Linked DNA regions of Mus musculus: region 1 is linked to region 2. The links are chromatin contacts, called in public promoter capture Hi-C maps. All regions are on one chromosome and are shown on one strand. Each heading gives the region's core, a stretch centred on a gene start, on an enhancer-like site or on the middle of the called end of the contact. The rest is flanking DNA. Distances are from core to core; before and after follow the strand shown. Region 1 holds the start of Mmaa (methylmalonic aciduria (cobalamin deficiency) type A). Region 2 holds the start of Tom1 (target of myb1 trafficking protein).

The links. Promoter capture Hi-C pulls out the DNA fragments that hold promoters and counts their contacts.
Region 1: a contact with region 2 is called in a promoter capture Hi-C map of pre-B cells, with 3 times the contacts expected there. The contact joins the promoter of Mmaa here to the promoter of Tom1 in region 2. A contact is called at or near these places in 2 of 39 promoter capture datasets (liver and pre-B cells).

Annotation. Positions count from the first base shown.
Region 1 is chr8:79,292,961-79,298,772 of GRCm38.p6, forward strand. It overlaps Mmaa (methylmalonic aciduria (cobalamin deficiency) type A), which reads right to left and starts at 2,001. Exons shown (of 7, transcript NM_133823.5): 1 at 1,954-2,001. Gm4890 (predicted gene 4890) reads left to right here and starts at 2,118. Exons shown (of 2, transcript NR_045823.1): 1 at 2,118-2,547.
Region 2 is chr8:75,029,914-75,036,429 of GRCm38.p6, forward strand. It overlaps Tom1 (target of myb1 trafficking protein), which reads left to right and starts at 3,773. Exons shown (of 15, transcript NM_011622.3): 1 at 3,773-3,914. The coding sequence starts at 3,863. It overlaps Hmgxb4 (HMG box domain containing 4), which reads left to right. Exons shown (of 11, transcript NM_178017.2): 11 at 76-2,065. The coding sequence ends at 120.

The sequences.
Region 1 (5,812 bases), core at 751-3,250, 4.3 Mb after region 2:
AGTGGTTAAGGTGGTCGCTGATAAGTGAGGGTAACACAGAACACACTCACTGCCTCGGGAGGGCTTCTCTGAGGTTCCTGTCTACTTTATCTTTCACTATTTCCAGAAAGAGTCACATGTCCAAATTTCTACTCTGAGGTCAATTTGTGCTGGGACCCTCTCACCATTAAATGTTGTTATTCATTGCTCTGGAAATCTGCAGCATTAGTGAGACTAGCACTGGTAACTGAGCCCTCTTATGGTCTCAGGCTCTTCTTGTGCAAATATAAGCAGGCCAGGGGAATAGCAAGTGTGAATAATGGCTGTGCACTCGGGCAGGACCTGGTGCCAAGTTCGTGCTGATCAAGAATGAGAAACACTGCCCTTCTCCACTCTTTCTCCAGTGCCCTTGGACTGCTCAGTAAGATCCATCTTGGAACATGAATCTAGCTTCTTCTGTTCAAATTCCTCCGCGTCCTAGCACAGTGATCTCCCAAACCAGACCAGGAGTACCTGTGAGAGGGAACGCTCAGGCCCCACTCCAGGCATTCTGACTAGGGGAGTGGGCCCCCACTGCAAGCATTCTTAAGCCTTCTGTGTGACACTGATGCCCTAGAACCAAGTCCAATAGTCTGTTTCTGCTGCACAATTTTCTCATACTCTCCTTTCAGACCTCCTTCCTCTAAGGAGACTTGGTCTTCCAAACCTAGTACTTACTTTCCCAATTTCCCACATTCCAGATTTAACTGGTCTCATCTTTCCTCTTCTACAACATTTCTCCTCTGCTTAAATCCACTCTTCTCTTAAATCCTCTCCTGATGATCCTGGCTTTGGGGAAATCTTTCTTCTCTAAATCAAATTATTCTGAATACTAACTTAGGTGATACCCGGCTCACAGAGGGTGCTTGTTAACTCAACCCAACACCAATCACATTAAAACCAACGGGAGGATCACATAAAAATATAGATACTTGTTCCTTATTCCAGAAAACTCAGATCTCTGTAGAAGACCCGTGGCAATGAATGATTTTAAAGCACTGATTTTAAAGCAATGTTCAACACCTTTCTTACATACAGCAAGACTAAATGTCTACTTTTCCCACATGACATCAATCAGCTGGGGCAAATTCCAACCATTCACTTGCTCCATCCATTCCAAATATATTCTTATGACACCCTCACATTTTGTAATCACCATTTACGTTCCTCATGATTATATAACTTTCCATGTTTATAGTCTCTAATAGGAAACAAAGCCTTAAAAGAACCATCCTAATAAAAATACTATTTCCTTGAATATATTTACTTCGTCAAAGAACTTTCGAGACATTGTAGATAACCCTCCAAACGTTTTGTTTCTCCTGGAAATTGGTTTTCTACTAGCTTAGCCACTTTTTATAGTTTCTTTGTTCTCCAAAATATATGCAAGGGAACTGTTAAGAAAGGCGACAGTAAGAAACCCTTTTCTTAGGCTCTCCTTCATTTTTCAAATGAGAAACATATCTGAAGTTGGCATGTCTTCTGTGGAACGCTACCGGCGCGGTCGCGACGGTGTTTGGCAACCCAGACACCGCTTTGTGACTCCCAGTGAACCCTGCTTTATAACCTGCAAATCTGTATTCCTTCCCCTCTGAGGGGTCTGCTGCTCCCTTCCGCAGGCGGAGCTCCTTAGCACTGAACAGCCTCCGGGCCTGGCTCCTTCCGCGCTGCCCGAGACGAGCTCACAAACCGGCCCACGAGAACCTGACAGCAGCGACTGCGACGCCTTTCTTATGTAAGGAAAAAGCGCTCAGTCCCTTCCAGTCCTTCCTGCAGGCCCCACCACATCCACCCCGCCCCCGACTCAGCCACATCCTCCTCGGCTGCCCCCCGCGAGCCTCCAGGGGGCGCCCCCGACAGCGGGGCTGACCCCGGGCGGAGGACGCACCGCGGCCCCGACTCCTGGCCTCCGCGCGCACCGGGCCCCACACTCACCCTCGCGAGGCCGCGCAGCAGAGCACCGCCCCTTCCGCCCACTGCTCCCGCCCTGCTCGCTCCTTCCGCCGCCGGCGGCACGCAGGCGTAACGCGACGCCCCGCGCAGGCGCAGTCGCTTAGCGAAGGCTGTCCCGCGGCGGGCGCAGGCGCGGGTGGCGGGGTGTGCTTGGGCGGGAAGTGGGTGGTGAGGGCCGCTCTGGGCTCAGCGTTCCCCACCTGGAATGCGTCCTGGCTTCGGCTGGCCCGGCCCAACCCTCAGCGGCCGCGGTGCCCAGGCCCACTCCTTCCGCGCCTGGAAACGTGAGACGGGTCACTGAGGACGACGTAGGCAAACTTTGCAGAGCACGTTGCCACCTGTTGGAGTAGCCGCTCCAGCCCCAGTCGAAATGCACGGCCGAACAATGGCAGTTCTGAGTGGCTCAGGGGCCCACACTTTCTTTAAAACCGATGCACTCGTAGTAATATTTCTTATGCCCCACATCCAGAGGCCTGTGCTCACCACCTCAGCAGTGCCCGGGGAGGTTCGCCAGGCGTGGGCAGGCTCTCCCTTGAAAGCACCTGACCTGGTTCTACCTTGCACTGGGGCTGAATGGTAATTAATTTTTTTATTTGTGTTTTTGAGATAAGGTCTCTCTGGCCGACCTGGAACTCCCTAAAACCATGCTGGTTTACATACTACCTGGCTCTGCCTCACAAATGCTGGGGTTAAAGGTGGGCCCCACCGCGCCACACTGTAGCTAATTTAAAAAAAAAAAAATTACTGAAGTCATGAGACCTACAAATTTCAGGCAGTCCAGAAGGAAAGTGTGTGGAGACAGAGAAAGGTACGATAGTACGTTAAAAACAGGCAGCTTAAACAGCAGCGGTAAGTGCTCCTTTAACTCGTCCACCGTAAGTTTTAAATGTTTAAAAGCAAAGTTGTTGGGACTGGAGCTATGGCTCAGAGATTAACATTAACGTAAGAACATATTGGCTGCTCTTCAAAGGAGCCAGATTGGGTTCCCAGTGCCCACAGGGAGGTTCACAGCCATCCAGTTCCAAAGAAATCACTGCCCTCCTCTGGCCTCTGAGAACACCAGGCACACATGTAGAGCACATTCCTACTTGTAGATACATAAAAATATTTTTGAAAATTAAAAACCAGTGAAACTTTGTACCTAGCAATTATTAAAACATTTACAAAGAAGAAATACAAAATTCATGATACAGTAGTTTTCTTACAATCTGACCTTAACAAATGCTGCACCATGTCTAAGAGCACTGGGAAGGGTTTGGAAATGACCTCGTTATTACAAATATCATATTTAAGTCCATATATTAAGGCTTGGGAATTCACCAACCAACTTACGTAATGCATATAATCTTTTGGTTACTGCTCAGCGCTGTTTGCCATGGTATGTATAAGACTTGTGAGTCTTTGTAATCTGTCAGTTGTGACTTTTTAAATTTTCATTTCAACAAATTTGAGTAGCTGCCAGATACTGTTCAGGCTCCTGGAACGCCTGAGGCTGGCATGCTCAGTCCCTTTACAGCATGGCATCATATTTGCATATAACCTATTTCCATCTTTAATGTGTTTAAAGAACAGGGAGCCAGAGCAGGTGCTATAAGCCTCAGAGAATTGGAAATCACATCAGCTAGGCAACAGAGGGTCAGAATATGGATACTAATCAGATATGCCTTTGTTTCCTTCAAGGGAATTACATGGGAATCTCTTATTGTAATGCATGAACAGAGTAAGTACAGTCATCTATTTGTTTTCTATTACTGCCATAAAAGTTGGTACAAACTTAGCAATTTAAAAGAACAGAAATGTACTGTTTTCTGTAGGTCAGGGTGCAACTAACCCCCTGTGCTGAAGTCAGCTTGTCAGAGGACTTCATTCCTTTCTAGAATCTCAGAGAGAAGAGTGTTAGTTTGTTCTTTCTAGCTTCTAGAAGCCCCTGAGGTGCCTTGGTCTGTAGCCCCTTTCCTCTCCTTTCAAAGGCAGTAGCATCAGTAAAGAGGTCTTTAGTTTTTAGGATTGGTGTAACAAAATTGGGCCCACTTAGGATAATCTCACCATAGCAAGGTCCTTAATCATAGCTCCCACGTTCCTTTGCGTTTTGTAAGAAAATATATTCACAGGCTCTGGTGATGAAAGTGTGGAAATCTGTATTGGGGGAAGCTTTCCCTACCACACCTCTGGCCCCCAAAGAGTCATAATGTTCTTATGCAAAATTCATTCAGTCCTTGTTCCCAGAGGAACTGCATAGTTTCAAAGCATTACAACATCTAAGTCTAAAAAGATTAAATCATGTAAAATTTCTAAATTCAATAAGGGTGAGACTCTGGGTTTCTATCCAGGGCAAAATTATTTCCCATCTGGACCTAAGTGACTAGAAAATAAATTCTCTGCTCCCAAAGTACAAAAATAGTCATTGGAATAAGAGACAGAATTATAAGATGGTTAAAACTATCTCCTATAAAAAAGAGAAGCCAGAGTGGGGAAGCAACAGTCCCAAACAGCCTCAAATCCACCCCAGCAGTCTCCACTCAAAGTCAGGGCTACACCTCTCCTCCGTTCAAATAAGAATGTGATGGCCTTAAGGGTCATTACTCTGCCTCCAACAACCATTGCTATATTCTTTGAATTGACTGTTTTCCTACGTATCTGTATATTTGTCTTACCCACTTCATCTCTCCATTAGCCCACATCAAATGGCTAGTTACCATTAGTTACCTTTAAGTAGACACTTGATCAGTACTTTTGAAGTGCAGCATTTTAAGAAACTGCATTGTAAACCACTTCATGGGAAGTGCAAATATGCCATCTAGTTTCTGTGGAAGGGAAAGAATGCATCTCCGTTTTGTATTCAGGTCACATCTTCTCTGCAGCTAATTTACCCTAAAATCGTTCATTTCTTTCAGGCCCAAAGGCGTTTTTTTCTGGTCATTTCTATGGAATAGGCAACAATGTACATCCAAGGTTATCCTTGTGAAACCTTTTAAGGATGCTGGAAGCCCAGCTCTGCCTCCCAGCAGGTGGCAGCAGATGAGTGCTTAGCACAGGGCACTGACTTCACCCTGGTCCCCAGCCTGGTTAATGTGGTGCTGACCTTCCTTAGGGAGAAGAGCAGAGAGAATCTGGAAGCCGCCCACCTGGCAGTGTATCAGCATGTTGCCTGGTGGGGGAAGCATACTTAAATTACATAGCTAAATTTTATTGTTCATATTCTTTCTCATTTTATCTTTTCCTTTCAACTAACTGTGTTAAGGCATTTTATGTGGAACTTTTGCTGTATTTATGAGTCATGTTGGTCTGTGACTTATTTTCTAATGTCTGTCAGCAGTTTTTCTAAGACTAATGTCATTGTGCTTGCTGTCTAAGCTTATAAGATTGACATGTGTGTTAACGTACATTCCCCTGGTGTTGCCGTAGTTGAACACACTGTCCATAACCATCAATACATTAATATCCATCAGCATTAGCTAGGAATACATGCAGTGTAGCTCAAGTATTCTTATAGACAAACATGTATTTTAAGCCTTTATTGAAAAAGTCGAAGGAAAAGGTTAAAGCATCTAAGACAGGGCCAGCAAACTGTGGGGCATGGGACAAGTTAGTGTCTAGCCTAACTTTTGTGCATTGGAAAATCCTGGGGAAGTTCCTAGAGGAATAAGGATAAAGAGAGAAACTCACCATATCTGGGGGAACTGATCACTTCTCTACAGGCATAAGACAGGAAGCTTTGGTGGACCCAGGGCCAGGGCATGATGGCAGTGCCTGGGCCATATTTGGTTGTCACAGTCAGAGGTATTGTTACTAATGGAGCTGTTAAAGCCAGGGAGGCGGGTAAGCATCCTGCCATGCACAC
Region 2 (6,516 bases), core at 2,523-5,022:
TCTCTCCTGAGCATGCCTTGTCTCGGGGACTGCAGTGAGGTGTGCCACAGCTGAGTCCTTTCTCCTTATTTACAGTCAAACACGCTGGACAACATTGCATACATTATGCCTGGACTGTGACTTCCAAGACGCCTGGGACAGAAGACTGTCTACCCCTTCGCTAGTCTATGTATAGATGACTGTTCCAGACCCTCCACTGACCTCTGGGTGTAGGTTTTAAATTTTTATAATCTATATATACGTATATAATGTACAGTATATACATAGGATATAACTACTTTGCTTTTAATAATTTTATGAAATGGCAAAGGTTTAGCTAAAAGGAAACTTTAGCATGAATGTGGGCTTGGAATTATTTTTTTGTGAAAAAAAAATCTGCCTTAAAAAAAATCAGTGTAATTTGGGGACTAGGGGCTTATTCTGGGTGCCATGTATATCTCCTCATAGACTGCTAAAATGTGATTTTTTTTTTTTTTCCAAGCTTGGGTTTACCTCCAGACCCATCACTGACCATTTGCCTTACCTGTCTTATAATCAGAAATGTAGTAAAGATCTTGGGAGGAGGCCAGCTGACTACAAACTTTTGGACATGGAGTAACCTGGGTGGGGAGGTGGAGCTTAGGTGGACTGGGTAGGGGACTCATTCCAATTCCTACTAAAGAGATACCTGTGTCTCCAGTTTTATTGTAACCACGGTTCCACAGAGTCATCGGTACCATCTATAGCCTCAGCTATGTGATTCTTGGCAGCAGAGAAATAAATACCTTGCAGAAACCAAAGCTGTTGGTGCCACCTGTTGAACCTGCTTGTCTGGCCAGCAAGGCTTGGTGTATAAAAACCAAAGCTGCCATCTTCCACTAGCAGCATTGGTTGCCCAACAAATCCTGAGGATTCTGCTGCTTAGCTGTTTGGTGGTTCTTGGTTCAGCTCTGGTTCCCCTGGTGGGTACATTGTGCTCTGCATTCCACACAGAGCTGGATCACAAAGAAGTTCTTGGTTCTCAGGAGGGTTATCTATATGTGCGTGTGAGTGTATATTTTAATTATGTGTATTTAACTCTTTAGAATTTCTTAGATTTTAATTTATCCTGTAAATTTCTGTATATATAATTTAATAACAAGCCTCCACCAGCAGGAGCATGTGGAGCATACAGATTTGTCATTTCTTAATGTCTGTCTAAAAGCTCCAAGACGTCCATATGTTAAGGTGTTGTGACTCAGAAAGGAACTTCATGGCCCTCAATAATGTTAGGAAAGTGAAATAGAAAGGAATGTCACCATTCCTAATTTCCCTTATTCCCAAAGACCCAGACCTGCTTCCCCATTAGAGAGAAGATAGCTGAGTGCTCCAGGGTTGCTTGGGAACTCGGTGAGAGATTCCCTTCCCTGCCAAAACCAAGCTGAGTTAATAACCATGCTTTCTTCTAATGGCCTGGATGGAACGAGGCAGCATCACAGTAAACCTTTGGGGACCATGTAGCCAGCTGGCATCCTAGGGAACTCCTTCCCATAGCCCGACTGCTGTCACAGCTAAGCTTCTCACAGGACTGTGTCAGCTCAGAGCAGTTTTGAGATTTAATCTGAGAAATAGGGAAAGGAACAGAAATATGTGGGAACTGAAATCAAGCAGAGCAGAAATTTCCATTTGAGTTAACATGTCAGAACCTCATTTGACCCTGCAGAAGTTTCCTGTGAGAAATGGTATCAAGGAGAGGCCAGGGAAGACATGTGTGGTAGAGGAAGCAGCCAGTCCTCCATTGCCCTTGCTACAGACAGTAGTGAACTCCTAAGGAGAACCGGCTTTTTCGGGTTTGTTTTCCTCTGAAGCCTAGCCCTGTTGTATTTGTATTAAAGATTTGTACACATTTGTATAATAATCTGTACCTTGTGGTATTTGGTACTATTAGAGGAAAAATTTTGGATTCAGGCCTTCTTGCTGTTTTTATATCATTGTTTTATTTTGTTTTTTTAAATAAATCCTAGTGGTTTGATCCAAATCCTATTACAGTTGTATAAAGAAACAATATTTTGTACTTATATTAAAGATCTCATTTTTAATATTTATAGTCCAGTCTTAGCTGTCTTTTCCCTAATTGGGCTAATCGTAGTCGGTATAACTCTACTCTACCCTGACATTTCTCTATAAGGGAGTGGGGGCTGAAGAGATGGTTCACTGGTGAAGAATATTTCCTGCCCTTGATAAGGACCCAAGTTAGATCCCAACACTCATCCAATTGAATGTAACTCCAGTTTCAGAGGATCAGTCACCCTCTGTAGCCTCCTTAGGCACCAGCACACAAGTGCATATACCCACACAGAGGTACACACACACACACAAACACAAAATTTAAAAATTTTAAAACCAAATCCTGAAATAAAGGTCAAGTTACCATGTTCCTATCTATCCTGGGCCATGCAGCCCTTGGGTCTCAGGTTGAACACACCTTATATGTAAAGGCTCTCAAATATCATTTGCATGTATTATAAAAGGAGAGAATATGATAGTTGTGGCATAGCAAATGAAACCATTTAAAATATTGCTATTGGCCTAAATCAAAAAGTATCCATCAATCTTTTGTCAGAGTTGCATGAAAATTCTATGCCAAAAAACAGACAGTTCATATCCCAGGAGCTTTCCAGAGTCTTGTCTATTTTAAATAAAAAAAAAATGTGATGTCACCTCCTTGTCTCTGAGTCAACAGCCACATGGCCTGAAGTGAATATGTGCTAATACTGTGAACATTGAAATATGGAAATTTGACCTTTCATGGTTAAGGAAAAAGTTAATGGAAAAACAAAATGTTAAAAGTCATAAGTAGCAAAAAAAAAATAATAATAATAATAAGGCTGCATGCTATGATGCACATACTTCTCCAATTCCAACACCCCAGGGATCTGAGTTTGAGGCCAGACAAGGGATATTGTCAAAAAAAAAGGGGGGGTGGGGGGGACTGCAGCACCGGGTTTCAGTGTGGCAAAGTCCTAGGTATGAGCCCTGCCAAAATGGAGGAGGAAGTGTGATGGCCCACAGTACTTGTTTAATCTCAGATTAAATGTGGTGAGAGAATCGATTCCTCCACGTTTTCTTCTGACCTCTCTGTATGCACCATGGAACACACACATATAGAGTTAAAAAAAAATTTAAAAGTTTAAAACATAATGCCTTACAAAGATACAGCAAGGAGGAAGCAACCATTACGGAATGCCTTATGAGTGATTTTCATGTCACCTCAATACTCTGAAAGCATTACATTATGGATATTTACAGCTGAGGGGAACAGATAAGGAAAAAGCACTTTTCCGGTTTGCCAGGTGAGAGCCAAGGCAGATGAGGTGGCTTATGAGGTGAAAGCATTTGCCACAGGACAGGCAGTTCATTCTCTGTCTCAAGAGAGCAAAAACCCAGGCCCTTGCCTCCTCTGGCTCTTGGAGCGGGGAGACATCAAATGGAAATTTCGAGTCCGACTTGGGCAAGGAGGCTGTCATCCTCAGGGCTTGGTCCCCAGGACTAAAGGCTAAGACACTAATACTAATACCTGTCTGAGTATGCGTAACCTGACCCAGGTCTTTCCCTGGCCAGAGACCCAGTTTCAGGATGTCAAGACTTCCAGGCTCCACAGTGGCGCGCACTGAAGCTTCAGGGGCGTGGCTTAGAAGCCGGCCCTCCCAGGCCCCGCCCTGGTGTGGCGTCAGCCACGGCCCAGGGGCAGCCTAGTAGGGGGCGGGGCCTCGTGGCTGCGCTCCAGAGCCCCCGCCTGCCGGCACCACCCCGCGGGCTGGCCAACGGGTCACGTGGCGGGTCGGCGGCGCCGGCGGTTGCTGTCACCTGATTCTGGGAGCTGGTGGCAGCGGTAGCCGCGGCAATGGACTTTCTCCTGGGAAATCCGTTCAGCTCTCCGGTGGGACAACGGATCGGTGAGTCCCCGGAGCCGCGCGCAGTCCCGCCCCTGTGTGCCGCTCTGGCCTTGGCCCTGGGACCTGTCGGAGTCCGCAGTCTGGCAGACAGGAGGGAGGCTAGGCGGTGAGGCTGGCGCGGCGCTCTGGGCTCCGCCCACCCTATGACCCACCTGATTGACAAGAACACGGGCCAATCGGAAGTCTTATATGGGGATTGATGCTTGATGTAGCCAATAGGCAGTGGAAGGAGGCGGTCCTGGGCGGATGTGGTTCAGCCAATGTGTGCGTGCTGGGGTCCGAGTAGAGGGAGAAAGTTTGGGTTAAAGGGACTGCTGTGATGAGAAGGCGTTGGGCCGCGCCACCACCGGGCGCGCGCAGACTAAGAGCCCCTCCCGGGCTGGCGGCGTCTTGATCATTCGCCGCGTCACCGACTCTTCACATTCCGAGACGCCGGGGTGTCTAGGTTCGGCCGCGCCTCTGTCCCCATGGTCGGGAGTCTCGGGTTTATGTGACGTCGCCCCCGTGATGGTCCTCGCCCATAGTTAAAGGGTCATGGCCCAGCCTTCCTGGACTTGTTTGATCATTAAATGCATTAATAAGATAGCACTGAGGATGTTTCCTGGCACATGGCTAACGCCTGTCATTGTCAACGTGTTACCACCTACTGGGGCTGGAGCCCATGGGAAGGTGCCGGCTCCCAGCACCTACTCTCGGGCAAAGGCCAGGCGGCGACGTTTCCCCAGGAATGGGTGGTCTGGGCGTGACATCCATACCCCCTTACCTGAAGGGTCCCGACGGCATTGTGAAATTGGGAAGGCCGAATCTGAAAGCTAAGGCTTCCCCTGAAACTGTTAACCCAGCTCTGTGTTGTAACCAACACTGCAGCTGTTAGTAGCTCTTTTGAGGTTCTCATCAGTTCTCTGCAAGGGAGCTCTGATGCCTGAAGCCCAGGTGCTTCACCATAAATCGTTGTTTGAGACCTGGAAAGAGAAGGCAGTCTTCTTCGCAGATTTCCTATGTAAAACAGGCAAATTAGTCTGGCCTTCAAAGCCAGCCTCAAAGTCCTGAGACTTTTTGGATAAAGTCTTTTGGGTTCAGTCTTTTAAACTGCCTGTCAGTTCAAAGCTCAGCATCTCTCCTGCCCTGAAAGTTGCCTGCCTTGGGCAAGAAATACTTCTGATTAAGAGTACTGCTACATCAGTACCTCAGAACACTGACTAAATCTCACTGCTGGACCCTTTCTGCCTTGGGGTTCATGTCAGACCTATCCAAGACTCAGATGGGCAGGTGTAGGGTTCCCAGTTCTCTTTGCAACTGGCTGGGAAACCACACGTTTTGAAATTTCCCACCAGAAGCAGTGGTTCACATCTGTAATCCTATACCCAGGAGACTAAGACAGGAGGATTGACACAAAGTCCCAGGCTAGCTGATTCTGAAATTAGTTGCAGGGTAACATAAGCTGCAGAGTAAGACCCAAAACCAAGTGAATTGAGACAAGATGGCAAAGCTGTAAAAGAGCCAGGTATGGTGGCACATGCCTATAATCCCAGCATTCAGGAAGCTGACACAGGATGATTTTGAACTCAAGTCCAGCCTGGGCTACAGAGACCCTAACTTAAAGAACAACAACAGTATCGGTGTTACATACTCTTCCGTGTATAGAGATAGAAGCACTGGAGATTGAGTCTGCATTTGTTTTTGAGACAGGGTCTCGCAGTGTTGACCAGGTTGGTCAGAAACTTCAGGACTCAAGAAGTCGTCTCCCATCAGCTTCCAAGTAGAGAAGACCTGACTGGCTGTGATGATTAATGACAAGCAGGTTTTAGCTGCTTGTATTCTTATAATCCAAGCCCCTCTTTGCTGCAGGAGTAAAGTGGTGTCTTCCCAGGTCTGCTGACTTCCTGCCCTGAGAGTGGAGTCTCATAGAATTGGCATCCTAGAGGATAGCAGTCATTAAGTGGTGTTAATCAGAGCCCAGTGTCACTGGCCTCACAATTCACAAACACCTTGATAATTGCTGGTCTCACAGTCTGGAGTGCTGCCATGCCACATGCTGCCATGAGGAGTTGGGCTCATTCCTGGAAGCACTGGGCACCATCACCTCCTCCCTAAGGCCATTTCCCAACTCCTCATCCAATTTCTGCTCTTTTGTTCTGTCCTCAATCTATTACCAGTAGGCACAAAACAGCTCTAACCTCAAGAGAAATCAGAGATAGTTCATCCTATCCCTGGATCAAATATGAATTGCCGTGACCCAAGAACACAGATTCACATCACACCGAATAAGAGATGATTTCCTGTTTTTGTAGCCACAGAGAACAAAAGCAAGCTATAAATCAGACACTCAGGTTACAGCAAAGCATGAAAATCTATGCTACATGTCTCAGGTGCTAGCTGATGACATTTCTAACTCTTGGGTTGGTGGACACTAGTTTTCTAAGTTACCTGGTAAGTCACAGAAATGTTAGGTCAGACACAGAGATGAGCAATAAGCAGTTACTAAATGATCTAAAGCAAGGTAATTTGTCTCAAGATCTGCAGCATTCCAACTCTCCACAATCACACGGTTGTAATCAACCTTCTAACATCTTTAACACAGGTATAGCTCTCCTGGGAACTT